Regions from separate parts of the Mus musculus genome. Here all the other regions are linked to region 3. The links are chromatin contacts, called in public promoter capture Hi-C maps. All regions are on one chromosome and are shown on one strand. Each heading gives the region's core, a stretch centred on a gene start, on an enhancer-like site or on the middle of the called end of the contact. The rest is flanking DNA. Distances are from core to core; before and after follow the strand shown. Region 1 holds the start of Plin5 (perilipin 5). Region 2 has its middle 7.8 kb from the start of A230051N06Rik. Region 3 holds the start of Safb2 (scaffold attachment factor B2). Region 4 holds the start of Sema6b (sema domain, transmembrane domain (TM), and cytoplasmic domain, (semaphorin) 6B).

The links. Promoter capture Hi-C pulls out the DNA fragments that hold promoters and counts their contacts.
Region 1: a promoter capture Hi-C map of embryonic stem cells shows a contact between it and region 3. The contact joins the promoter of Plin5 here to the promoter of Safb2 in region 3. A contact is called at or near these places in 13 of 39 promoter capture datasets (the C10 cell line, the HPC-7 cell line, cranial neural crest and 7 more), 9 of 115 datasets of contacts at active chromatin or transcription factors (astrocytes, embryonic forebrain, embryonic midbrain and 5 more) and 3 of 9 other capture datasets (adipose tissue, liver and pancreatic islet).
Region 2: a contact with region 3 is called in a promoter capture Hi-C map of hippocampal neurons, with 2.8 times the contacts expected there. The contact joins the enhancer-like site here to the promoter of Safb2 in region 3. A contact is called at or near these places in 13 of 39 promoter capture datasets (the 3T3-L1 cell line, the C10 cell line, the HPC-7 cell line and 9 more), 3 of 115 datasets of contacts at active chromatin or transcription factors (the NIH/3T3 cell line, astrocytes and embryonic hindbrain) and 3 of 9 other capture datasets (adipose tissue, liver and pancreatic islet).
Region 4: a promoter capture Hi-C map of embryonic stem cells shows a contact between it and region 3. The contact joins the promoter of Sema6b here to the promoter of Safb2 in region 3. A contact is called at or near these places in 8 of 39 promoter capture datasets (the C10 cell line, cranial neural crest, embryonic stem cells and 4 more), 2 of 484 Hi-C or Micro-C datasets (embryonic retina and myocytes), 5 of 115 datasets of contacts at active chromatin or transcription factors (the 230-238 cell line, astrocytes, cardiomyocytes and 2 more) and 2 of 9 other capture datasets (adipose tissue and liver).

The regions. Positions count from the first base shown.
Region 1 is chr17:56,115,948-56,118,647 of GRCm38.p6, forward strand. It overlaps Plin5 (perilipin 5), which reads right to left and starts at 1,351. Exons shown (of 8, transcript NM_001077348.1): 1 at 1,136-1,351; 2 at 882-942; 3 at 311-506. The coding sequence starts at 1,179.
Region 2 is chr17:56,232,483-56,235,365 of GRCm38.p6, forward strand. No RefSeq gene overlaps it. Among named protein-coding and RNA genes, the nearest start is that of A230051N06Rik, 7.8 kb to the right of the region's middle. Within about 2 kb of position 1,544, at least 92 of the 459 cell types and tissues checked have an H3K27ac peak or open chromatin away from gene starts, as enhancers often do. A contact at or near this core is called in hippocampal neurons and second pharyngeal arch cranial neural crest, where this site is marked.
Region 3 is chr17:56,583,126-56,585,941 of GRCm38.p6, forward strand. It overlaps Safb2 (scaffold attachment factor B2), which reads right to left and starts at 1,460. Exons shown (of 21, transcript NM_001029979.3): 1 at 1,149-1,460. The coding sequence starts at 1,319. It overlaps Safb (scaffold attachment factor B), which reads left to right and starts at 1,857. Exons shown (of 21, transcript NM_001163300.1): 1 at 1,857-2,225. The coding sequence starts at 2,037.
Region 4 is chr17:56,139,061-56,141,760 of GRCm38.p6, forward strand. Sema6b (sema domain, transmembrane domain (TM), and cytoplasmic domain, (semaphorin) 6B) reads right to left here and starts at 1,283. Exons shown (of 17, transcript NM_001130456.1): 1 at 1,154-1,283.

The DNA.
Region 1 (2,700 bases), core at 101-2,600, 470 kb before region 3:
GGACAGAATTAGGGACCTAGAGAGGACCCAAGAAGGGATTTGGACTCACTACGTGTGGAGTCGATCCCAGCACAGCATAAACCGTGTGGTGGTGCATCATCCCAGCACTCAGAAGGCTGAGGCAGGAGGATTGCTGAGCATTTCAGGCCAATCTGGGCTACAGAGCAAAACCCTAACTCAGAAATTTTTTAAAAAGAGAGGTGTGGGGAAGCATTTGTGAATGGGCCTGGGAGGGACACCTGGTTCTGAAGATAGCAGAGACTGACTACAGACCAAGGTGGTAGGGACTATGGTAGGGACTTAGACTCACACTGGGGCTGCAGGTGCTCCAGCAGTGGCTGTGCGTGGTCCAGGGCACAGGTAGTCACACTACACACACAGTGCTCAGCAAGGCGGCAGGCGGAGCCCAGCAGCGGGTGCCTGTCCTTGGCCGAGTTGTAAGCACTGGACACGGCAGTGCACGTGGCCTTGACCAGGGGCAAAGCCACCACTCGATTCACCACATTCTGCAGAGAACAGTTACATCAGGGCACAGCCATACCCCGATTCCCTTCATTGTGCTAGGCTGGGGGACACAAAGCAGGTCGCCTACCAAAGGCTGCAGCATGCAGCACACACACAGCAACAGGGCAACTTCTGGACCTACAGATGAGGCCAGGGCGGGAAGGGGGGCTGTTTGGGTGACCTGCACACAGGTCTGGAGAAAGACCTGACTGCTTGGGGCCTTAGTTTCCCCACAGGTGTAATTGTACCCTAAGTTTGATGCTATCACTGTAGTGACTACAATAGGTGACACCTGGAGCTATGAGAAGGGACTGGACCTTGGTCGGGCAGGGACCCAGCCACGAACCCCCCAGCCCCCTGCTGTCGTCCTTCTTTACCTGCTGGTCCAGTTCTCCCAGGCTGGATCCAGGGTCCTGAGCTGTCTGATCACCGGACATTCTGGGGGGAGGGGGGGGTAAGACACAGAAAGAGAGGGAAACCCTGAGAGTCAGCCCTGTGGAGTATTCTGGGGTCCATCAGCAAGGCATGTACAAGGCCCAACACACAGAAGGTATACAATGAAAAATCTATGACTTTGTGGGAGGACAGGCGTGGGCCCTGGTGGGACGAGGATGAGTTCAAATGTCATTACCTGCTGTGTGGCGCTAGGGTGGTGTCTTCACCTCTCTGGTCCATTTCCAGTAGGGACAGACCCGCACACCAGCCCCCGTTGCAGAGGTGGGGGCAGCGGTCAGAGAATCAGATCCCTTTGACGGGCAGGAAAGTTGAGGCAAAGATTGCACGTGGAGCTCCGAGGTCACCCTCAGCTGTCCACGGTGACAGGGACGCTGACCTCAGGGCTCATGCCCTATGTATCCCCACCATGGCCGTCCCACTGTCCTCTGCGCCTGGGCCCCGCCCAACTGGGTCCTGGGCCCGGGCCCACTGGGCCAAGGGTCCTGCCACCTGCTGTGCCTGTGGCTCCTCGCATTCACCCCCGCCACTTCCACCCTGCCGAGTTTGGGTCAGGGCCATCCCTACCCCACCCTCTACCCTCGCCTGCGCCCTCACCTGGGTGCAGAGCTCAGATCCCGCGTGTATCCGCCCCCCGGCGCTCCCACCTGAGTCAGCCCTCCGTCCTTATAGCAGGTCTGGGTGGGGCCTCCGCACGCGAGCCAATGAGGCGCCGCCGGGGGTGGATCTGGAGCTTCCCCGCCCCCCACAGGCGCCATGGTTGCCATAGCGGCTCAGGGACGCTGAATCCTGGTCCAGTCACCATGGCTGACCTCAGACTAGGACTGAGGACTTTCTTTTTGTTGTTGTTGTTTGTTTGTTTGATTGGTTGGTTGGTTGGTTGGTTGGTTTTTGGTTGGTTGGTTGGTTGGTTTTTTCGAGACAGGGTTTCTCTGTATCGCTCTGGCTGTCCTGGAACTCACTCTGTAGACCGAACAGGCTGGCCTCGAACTCAGAAATCCGCCCGGCGACTGAGGACTTTTCTTCTTCTTTCTCCTTCTCCTTCTCCTTCTCCTTCTCCTTCTCCTTCTCCTTCTCCTCTTTTTTCTCCTCCTCCTTTTTTCTCCTCCTCCTCCTCCTTCTTCTTTTGTTGTTTTTTTTTTGTTTTGTTTTGTTTTGTTTTTTGTGACAGGTTTTCTCTGGCTATCCTGGAACTCATTTTGTAGATCAGGTTGGCCTCGAACTCAGAAATCCACCTTGCCTCTGCCTCCCAAGTGCTGGGATTAAAGGCATGAGCCACCACGCCCGGCGACTTTCTCATTCTTCAGTCTTTTCCGTTTGTTTTGTTTGATTCAGACTCTCTCTCTGTAGTCAAGACTTGACCAGAACTCACTATATAGCCCAGGATAGCCTCAAAGTAACCACATAGCCAAGGATGACCTTGAACGCACCACCCAGTGGCTAAGACAACAGATGTGCCACACCACACATGTTTATGTGGTGCTGGGCGTGAACCCAGATCTGTGGGTGCTCGGCTGACTGCCTTCTGAGGCCCACTTCCTTTGTTATTATTATTATTACGTCTATGTGTCCTGGTGTTTTGTTGATATGTTCCATCTGTCATGATCCACAGATGCCTGATCCCCACAGAGGCCAGTAAAGTTGACAGACCCCCTGTGACTGGAGTAACATGTGACCTTGAGCTATCATGTGGATGCTGGGACTGGAACTCCAGCCTGAGCTGTTAAGCCATGGGTGGTCTCT
Region 2 (2,883 bases), core at 294-2,793, 350 kb before region 3:
TCACATGTGCCATGGTGCATATTCTGGGGTCACAAGACAACTTCTGGATTCTGAGGATCAAAATCAGGTCGGCAGGCTTGGTGGTAAGCATCTCTTCCCCATTGAGCCCTTTAACCATCCCAATAGTTTGATTTTTTTAAAAAGAATTATTTATTTATTTATTTATTTAATGTATATGAGTACACTGTAGCTGTACAGATGGTTGTGAGCCTTCATGTGGTTGCTGGGAATTGAATTTAGGATCTCTGCTCTCCATCCGGTCAACCCTGCTCACTCTGGCACAAAGATTTGTTTTTTTTTTGTTTTTGTTTTTGTTTTTTAAGATTTATTTATTTACTATATGTAAGTACACTGTAGCTGTCCTCAGATACTCCCGAAAAGGGCATCAGATTTCGTTAGGGATGGTTGTGTGCCACCATGTGGTTGCTGGGATTTGAACTCGGGACCTTCGGACGAGCAGTTGGCGCTCTTAACCACTGAGCCATCTCACCAGCCCCCAAAGATTTGTTTATAATCATAAATAAGTACACTGTAGCTGTCTTCAGACACACCAGAAGAGGGCATCGAATCCCATTACAGATGGTTGTGAGCCACCATGTGGTTGCTGGAATTTGAACTCCGGACCTTTGAAATTACACTCAGTGCTCTTATCTGCTGAGCCATCTCTCTAGCCCCCAATGGCTTGATTTTTAAAATTTTTATTATATATATATTTTTGTTGTTGTTGTTGTTGTTTTCGAGACAGGGTTTCTCTGTATAGCCTTGGCTGTCCTGGAACTCACTTTGTAGACCAGGCTGGCCTCGAACTCAGAAATCCGCCTGCCTCTGCCTCCGGAGTGCTGGGGTTAAAGGCGTGTGCCACAATGCCCGGCTTTGATTTTTATTTCATTTCTTTTTGTGATCCTGGGCATAGGAAACAGGTCGTGCTGCCTCTGTTTTTATGTAGTATTATTATTACTATTACTATTATTACTGTTAATACCTGTGATAGGACTCTATCGCTTGCACCTTGGAAGCAGCCACCCTCCTACTTCAACTGATTTCAGTAGCTGAGATCTCAGACCTTTCCCTTTCCACCGCGTGCGCGTGCTTCTCGGAATCAAGCTGATCTAGTCGCCTTTACCCAGGGTGTCATCTCACTGGCCCTGCTCTATACCTGTTTAGACATGTTCCCAGAAGTCCCCTAGTCAGATTCATCCAAGTTGAACTGTTTTGCCACACAACCCCATCCAAACATCTGCACTCACAAAAGATGCATTCAGTAGGCATCTATTGCTTCCTTTAACTCCAGGATGGATGTTGTGGTGCCAGAAGTGTGGGTTTCTCTTTTCAGATCTTCCTGTTTAGGGGACAAGGTATGGGCAGCCTCCCAGCCTAATAAGGAATGCTGATCTTTCCCACCATAATGACAGTAATTACTCCCAAGACCGGAGCTGAAGAGGGAGGGAGGACGAGGAAAGGAAGGGAGGGGGAGGAGGACTTTGGCCTGGGCTGACCTGCTTCCCCACAGGCATCCTGATTAGTCCGTGTCTACCACGTGACATGCATCTTGGACTTGTTGCCAGGCGTTGCCATGGCGACGGCTGTCATTGCTCTGCTGAGTGCTGGGGAGAGTTGAAGATGCATTGAGGGGTCTAGAGACTCGGTGGGTGGCGATGAGGAAGGACAGCGGGGGCCCAGGCAAGTGCTGCCATCCTTCCCTGGTCCCCTCCAGCCTGTCCTCGAGTCCCCACGCCGACCCTGACAGTGCTCAGCCAGCATGTGGGGGTTGGCAGCCACAAGGTCGGGCTTTGGCAAGGACCAGGACATGTAGGAGGGCCAACACATACATGCATGGGCCACACATGAGCCAGGCTTAACAGCAGGTGGGCACACAGTTGCAGCCACCCCCTCCAGGCTCACAGCCTACATTCAAAGAAGGGTTGAGGGCTGACAAAATGAATCTGTGGGTGAAGAAGCTTGCCACCAGTGATGAAGAACTGAGTTTCATACCCCAGAGTGGAAGACTTGATTCCCACATATTGTCCTCTGACCTCTGCACTGTCCACATACATGGACACACAGTAAAGATGGAAAGTAGCAAAAACAATCCCAGAATTTCTTGTGTAACCTTTTAATGCCTCATTGGTGGGATACAGCTTTTTCTTTTTCTTTTTTTTAAAGATTTGTTTATTTATTATATGTGTGTACACTGTATCTGTCTTCAGACACTCCAGAAGAGGGCATCAGATTTTGTTACAGATGGTTGTGAGCCACCATGTGGTTGCTGGAATTTGAACTCAGGACCTTTGGAAGCGCAGCCAGTGCTCTTAACCGCTGAGCCATCTCACCAGCCCAGGATATATTTTTCTAATTGCATGTATTTGATTTATTTGTATAAGGGATGGACACAAGCTATGACATACTTGTGGAGATCACAGAACAGCTCTCTCCATGTGTGGTTCTCCCCACCCATGTTTTGGGTTCCAGGAATCAAGCTCAGGTAGCCACACTTTCCTGGAAAGCAACTTTATGCACAAAACCATCTTGTTGGCCCAAGGACAGATTTTCGTATCTGCACATTGTTGTTAAAGGGCATTGCATGGACTGTGACTCCTCCCTCTGGAGTCAACACAGAGAAGACTTTTGAAATTTAATGTTGGTCTCCTTTGACCCATTACATGATCATAATCATAAGTCACCGTATGTCCTCATCTTGTTCTCATCAGTCCTTTATTCTCTAATCTGTAGTTCAATCACAATTTTGCATTGCAATCCCCTCTCCTGTCTGGTGTCCTCAGCATTGAAGGACGTCTGTCATGCAGGTGCTTACTACACAGAGCTAAGACATGGTAGCCCTGAGTGAGCCAAGCCATGCTTGAACACCATATCCTCCTGCCTGAG
Region 3 (2,816 bases), core at 210-2,709:
CACAAAGTGTTCTTTAAGAAGCAACTTTGCAGTTGCAAGTGTTCACAATCTAGCTTAAGACCACATTTAGCAGCCAGCTCCCCTTCCCTGCTCAAGACCCAAAACCTAGAGAAAGGGAAGCTGAAAGCTTGGGTTGCAGAGTCACTGTCAGCAGGTTGTGGTCATACATGACCTGGCAGCTTGTAGCCCTAGATGTAATCCCCAACCCAAGACAAAAAAATAGAATAAAATCCAAGTATTAACCCCAAATCAGGGTTGGTGACCGCTCATCTTGTGTGCTCTTTCATCAAACACAGGGATGATGGTAGGAAACCTGTCCTTGATTCAGGCAGGGCAAAGAGCTGAATGGGGCGCTCAAAAGGCCTCCCATAACAAAGCAAACCTTTAATTCCAGCATTTTGGAAGTGAAAAGGGGGGGCAGGAGACCAAGAGCTGAAGTCTAGTCTGGGTTTCACAGCAAGTCCAAGGCCACACTGGGCCACAGTAGCTCTCCAAAAAAAGTTTTGCGTGGGAGGGGAGGCGCTGATTTTTGATAAGGAAAAACAACATAGACCGAAGAAGAAAGCGCTGGCCAATTTTCCCTCAAAGTATTCTGGCGCCTTCTACTTGCAGCCAATCAGGAGTCCCTAACCCTCAAGGACCCTGTTCCACAGAGGCAAGCTTGTGTCAAGCGCTGAAGGGCAGTAGACAAGACTTCTTGTCTAGGGGGAGGAAAGTGACATCTTACGCTGACTCGAGATGACAACTAGGCTCCAAGACCAGGGAAGCGCGAGGGGACCGGACCTGGGAGCGAACATGGTCTGTGCAGAGACACTGGGCACCGCCAACAGTGGGGTTGACTGATAGATTCCCCAGAAGAGTAAAACTAGGGTGGCGGAAAAGACAGCTGCAGGTGCAAGGTCATCATGGAGACGTGCCCAGAGCCACCCGATTACTCAACAAGGCCCGGCTTCCTGCAAATCCCGGGGCAAGTGGGAGGCGAGACACAGAGAGGGGCAGCGACTAGTAAAGGTCACACAGCCTCGGCTGCTTCGGTAACTGACAGCACAGACCGAAGTCGGGGGGGGGGGCTCGGGGTGGGAAGGCCGGCCCGAGTCTGCGCGGGCAGTTACGTGCCCGGGTCCACGGCGCCACTCGGGTTCCCTCACCTTCCTCAGCCGCTCCATCAGCACGCTCTTGTTGCCTCCCGTATCCAGGTTCCGCTTTTTCAGCTCCGCCCTCAGGTCGATCACCCGCAGGTCGCTGAGCCGCCGCGTCCCACTCTCCGAGGCGCCCGGACCAAAGGCGGGGTCGCCCGACCCGGTCCCGGGTTCCGCCATCCTCGCTTCCGCGACTTCCCAACTCGCTCCGGAACCCCCTCCACTCGCTGGCACCAGCTGTGGCGGCTCGGAGGTAGTACAAAATGGCGCTGCCGAAGAGGAAAACGCACTCGCTTCCTCCCGCCTCCCTTTGCGGCTGCGCAGGCGCACAGCTCTGACGCACCTCCTAGGTCGCACGCCAAAGCAGTCTCGAGCCTCGCGGGTACAAGTGCACATGCGCAACCGGTCGTAAGCCCCCCCTCCCCCCCCCCCCCCCGGCCCCGTCGCCACCCTCTTTTTAATGCGCACGCGCACCGCCTCGCTACGCTCACTGACCCCCGTTTGCCTCTCGCAGCGTTGCCCGGCTGCGCACGCCACCGCTCTACGGCCAGCGCTCCGACAGTGATGCGCAGGCGCACGACCTGTAGCACGCATGCGTCTTGGTCCGCGGCCAAGCGCGAGCCGGCGAGGCGCGCCTACGTCGTCTCTGCCGCCGCGCACACTGCGCTTGGGTAAAGGCGTCTGAGAGCGTAGGGCTCGCGCCGGCGGCGCCTGCGCAGTGTCGAGGTGCGCCTCCGGGGAGGCTGAAGCGGTTCCCTCTCAGGCGGCGCCATTTTGTGGTAAGAGGGCCGAGATTCAAAAAAATAATAATAATAACAAATCAAAAAAAAAACACACTCACGCAAACCCACTGACCCGGTTCTGTGTGAAGTGGGCGACGGAACCAGGGTCCCTGGAATGGCGGAGACTCTGTCGGGTTTAGGAGACGCGAGTGCGGCGGGCGCGGCGGCCGTGAGCTCCGCGGCGTCAGAGACCGGGACGCGGCGGCTCAGCGACCTGCGGGTGATCGACCTGCGGGCGGAGCTGAAGAAGCGGAACCTCGACTCGAGCGGCAACAAGAGCGTGCTGATGGAGCGGCTGAAGAAGGTGAGGTTCGCGGGGGGGAACCCCATGGTCGCCATGGCGACACCCACCGCCGGGCCCGGAGTGGCCCGTTGGCCTTCGCGCTGGGCGCTAATACTGGGGCTCCGCGGGCGCCGGGTGCAAGGATTCGAATCTCGACGCCCCCAGCGATGCGACCAGAGGGAAATAACACCACGAACGGGTTCGGGGGATCGATGACACCGCGTTCCCTGTACTGCTTAGTCCCAACCCCAAAGGGGGATGAAGGGGACTCGGCCAAGGTCATCCAGTGGGGTCAGCTTGTGGCGGGATTCGATCCCAAGTCCCTTTTCGGCCCCCGAGGCAGAACAGGTGGTTTTTGTTTCTTTTCTTTTCTTTTAATCTGGGAAGACACAGTGACGTTGGGGGCAGGGGTGGTGGAGATGAAACATGAGAAACTCTCAGAGTTCGCAGACAGCCGGAGGATGTAGGTAGCCCAGGGAGACAAAAAACAAAAACAAAGCGGAAAAATAAATTGTTTCTAATTCTTTGCTAGAACTAAGCTAGGGGAAGATACGAGATGGAAGGAAAGAACGTTTTTTTCTGTTGATAAAGGTAAGTCAGATGTGAGTTCAA
Region 4 (2,700 bases), core at 33-2,532, 440 kb before region 3:
ATACAGAGAAAGAAAGGCACGTTGTAACCAGGCAGAGGCGCTCTGGCAAGTCCCTCCAGCCATTCTGTCCCCAGGGCCACCCTCCTCCACCCAAAGCTTGTTGGCCTGCAATATTGGGGTTCCCAACTCCATCACATTCAGTTTGGGATTGGGGCATCGAGCAGGTAAAAAATAAGAAGTTGGGGGTGACACAGACGTCAGGCAGTGTGACACAGACCTGCCAGGGTCCCGGAGACCTGGAGAGCAACACAGACCTCAGATGGGGAGCAACACAGACCTCAGGCAGGTGACAGAGACCTGGGAACCTCAGATGAGAGTGACACCGACCTTAGGCGGCGGGGGTTGGGGGTTCAGTGACAGAGACCAGGCAGAGAGGACCTGGGACCCAGGAGTCCCTCCCGACCTCAGGGCTGTTGTAGGCCTAGAATTCACCATCTGAGGCCAAGGTGGGGGGTTCGGCCTGGCAGCAGCCCTGGGGAGGCGCCCCAAAGTCGGCAGTGGAGAGCAGAATGGGGCACGTGACCCCCGCTCCAGGGACCAATCAGCACCGCGGTCGGCCAGGGGGGCCACGGTGGCACCCACCCCGCGCGGCTGCCAGAGACGCTCCTTTGTCCCATTGTCAGGCTTTGGGGGGGGGGGCTGGCAGCCCAGCTTAGGGCTGTGCTGCAGCGGGGGCGTTGGCCGCGGACTGCCCCCCCCCCATGTCAGTTGCGCGGCCGGCGAAGACCAGCCGGTACCCAAGAGCTTGGGGACAGCTGGTGCACAGGGCCGCGTGGGGACCCACGAAAGGTCGCGGCTATGTGTCCCGCCCCCTCCCCCGCCCCCATCAGTAGGCCGTCACCCCAATAATTCGAAGCCACTGTCAGTGCCCCGGCGCGATGAGCCGGGGCCTTGGCTGCAATCCCCGCCCGCTGCGCAGCCCGTTAGCCCCGCCCAGGGCGCTGGAGCTGCGACCGCACGCGGGGGGCCCCCCAAGCCAGTGCCGCTGCACGAGGCGCCCGCGCCCTGTGCGCGCCTGGTGCGTGCATGCCCACTGCATCTGTCCCTGCATCTGTCCCTGCGTCTGTCCCTGCGTCCGTCCCTGCGTCCGTCGCCGCATCTGTCCCCCGTGCATCTGTCCAAGGTGCGTCCCCGCGTCCGTCCCTGCACTCACCTCCAGCGCAGGCCGAGCACCTGCTCGGCTCGGCCCCGGCCCCGGCCCCGCAGCGTCTCAGCCCGGGCTCCCACGCGCGGGCGGCTCCCGCGGGGGCGCAGCGCGGTGTCCCGGCCGGGGCCGCATCTCTGCCGCCGCCGCTGCGACTCGCAGCTCCGCCACCTCCGCCCCCAGCGCCCGAGCTCGGAGCTTCGCAAAACCCGGAGCAGACCACCAAGGAGCGGAGCACGGACGGGAGGGGGCGCCTCCACCATCCTTGGCCTCAGTTTCCCTTTCTCTGCCTCCCACTTCTCTCTACTGGGGTGGTTCTGAAGACCACCGACTCCCGCACTGAGCTGGGCGCTGTTCTGACTCTGGGCATCTCCAGTATACCGTAGGCACTCCATAGATGTTTTCTGGTATATTCTAGTGAATTCCCAATTCATCTGACCAGTCACCCACACACAGGAACCTCATGGACGTGGTCCCACGGTCCTGGTGGCTCATGACATCATTGAGTCAAACCACCAAGGTCTCATTTTTTATTTATAATGATTGATTGACTAAGACAGACTCTCCTGGGGAGTCTAGGCTAAAGGCCTGCCCCAGCACGCCGCCAACACTCACTTTCTGAGGGACATTGGGACAGCAAGATATCTCTTTCCATGCCTCAGTTTCCCTCTGTCCAAAGCCCCTCCTCATCCCAGCCATGACGCTGAATGAAAACCTCTTTCCGATTGGGCTAGGCATTGCCTCAGAATACAGTAAGTATACTGATGGCACCTCCAGTATACAGTAAGCACCACACAACTGCTTTTGTAATTGTGTGTGGAGTTGAATCCTGCTCACAGGGTCGCCCTGAAGCCCATCCAGCTGAGGACACTCAACCAAAGGTTGGGACTGTGAGCTGCCCGGGACAGCCAAATCTGTGGGTGTCAGGATTTTAACTCTGACCTGTGCACACCCTGAGGGGCTGGAGCAGACTCCTTGGTGTCACCACTGTGGCGACAGGCTGAGACCTCACTGTGGCCCATCAGCTTTGCCGCATATCAGCCAGACACAGCTTCTGTGGAGAAACTGAGGCAGAAGATGAAGCCAGTTCTCAGCCTACTCTGCTTGGCCTATGAACCAATTTGTCCGGCAAACATTTATTGAGCGCAGCTCTAACAATGTTTTTCGGCCCAGGGGGGCGTCGGGGGGAATGGGAGGGTGGCTGCCAAGGTGACCAGTGGCTGCAAAAGTCAAGGTGCAGAGGGCTCAGTGGCTGCTGGGGGTGGCAGAGGGGGAGGGGGGACACCGGGCCCCTGAAGGCTCACGGGTGGATTTGGCAGGGAGTGCAAGGCAGAGTGGGGGTGCAGGGATGGCCTGTCCCCAGGGAGACCTGTCTGAACAAAGGCCCCATGGTCATGAATGACGCCTCTTTCACAGACCGGCCTGGAGGTCAAGTCGCCCTCCCCCAGCCGGCTCCAGCCGGTCTAGGAGCTGACCTGATAGCCATGGAGAGTCAAGAAGACAGGACCTTGTCTGAGTCCTCCAGAGTTAGCCCCAGCACCCCTTTCCTCAGCTGT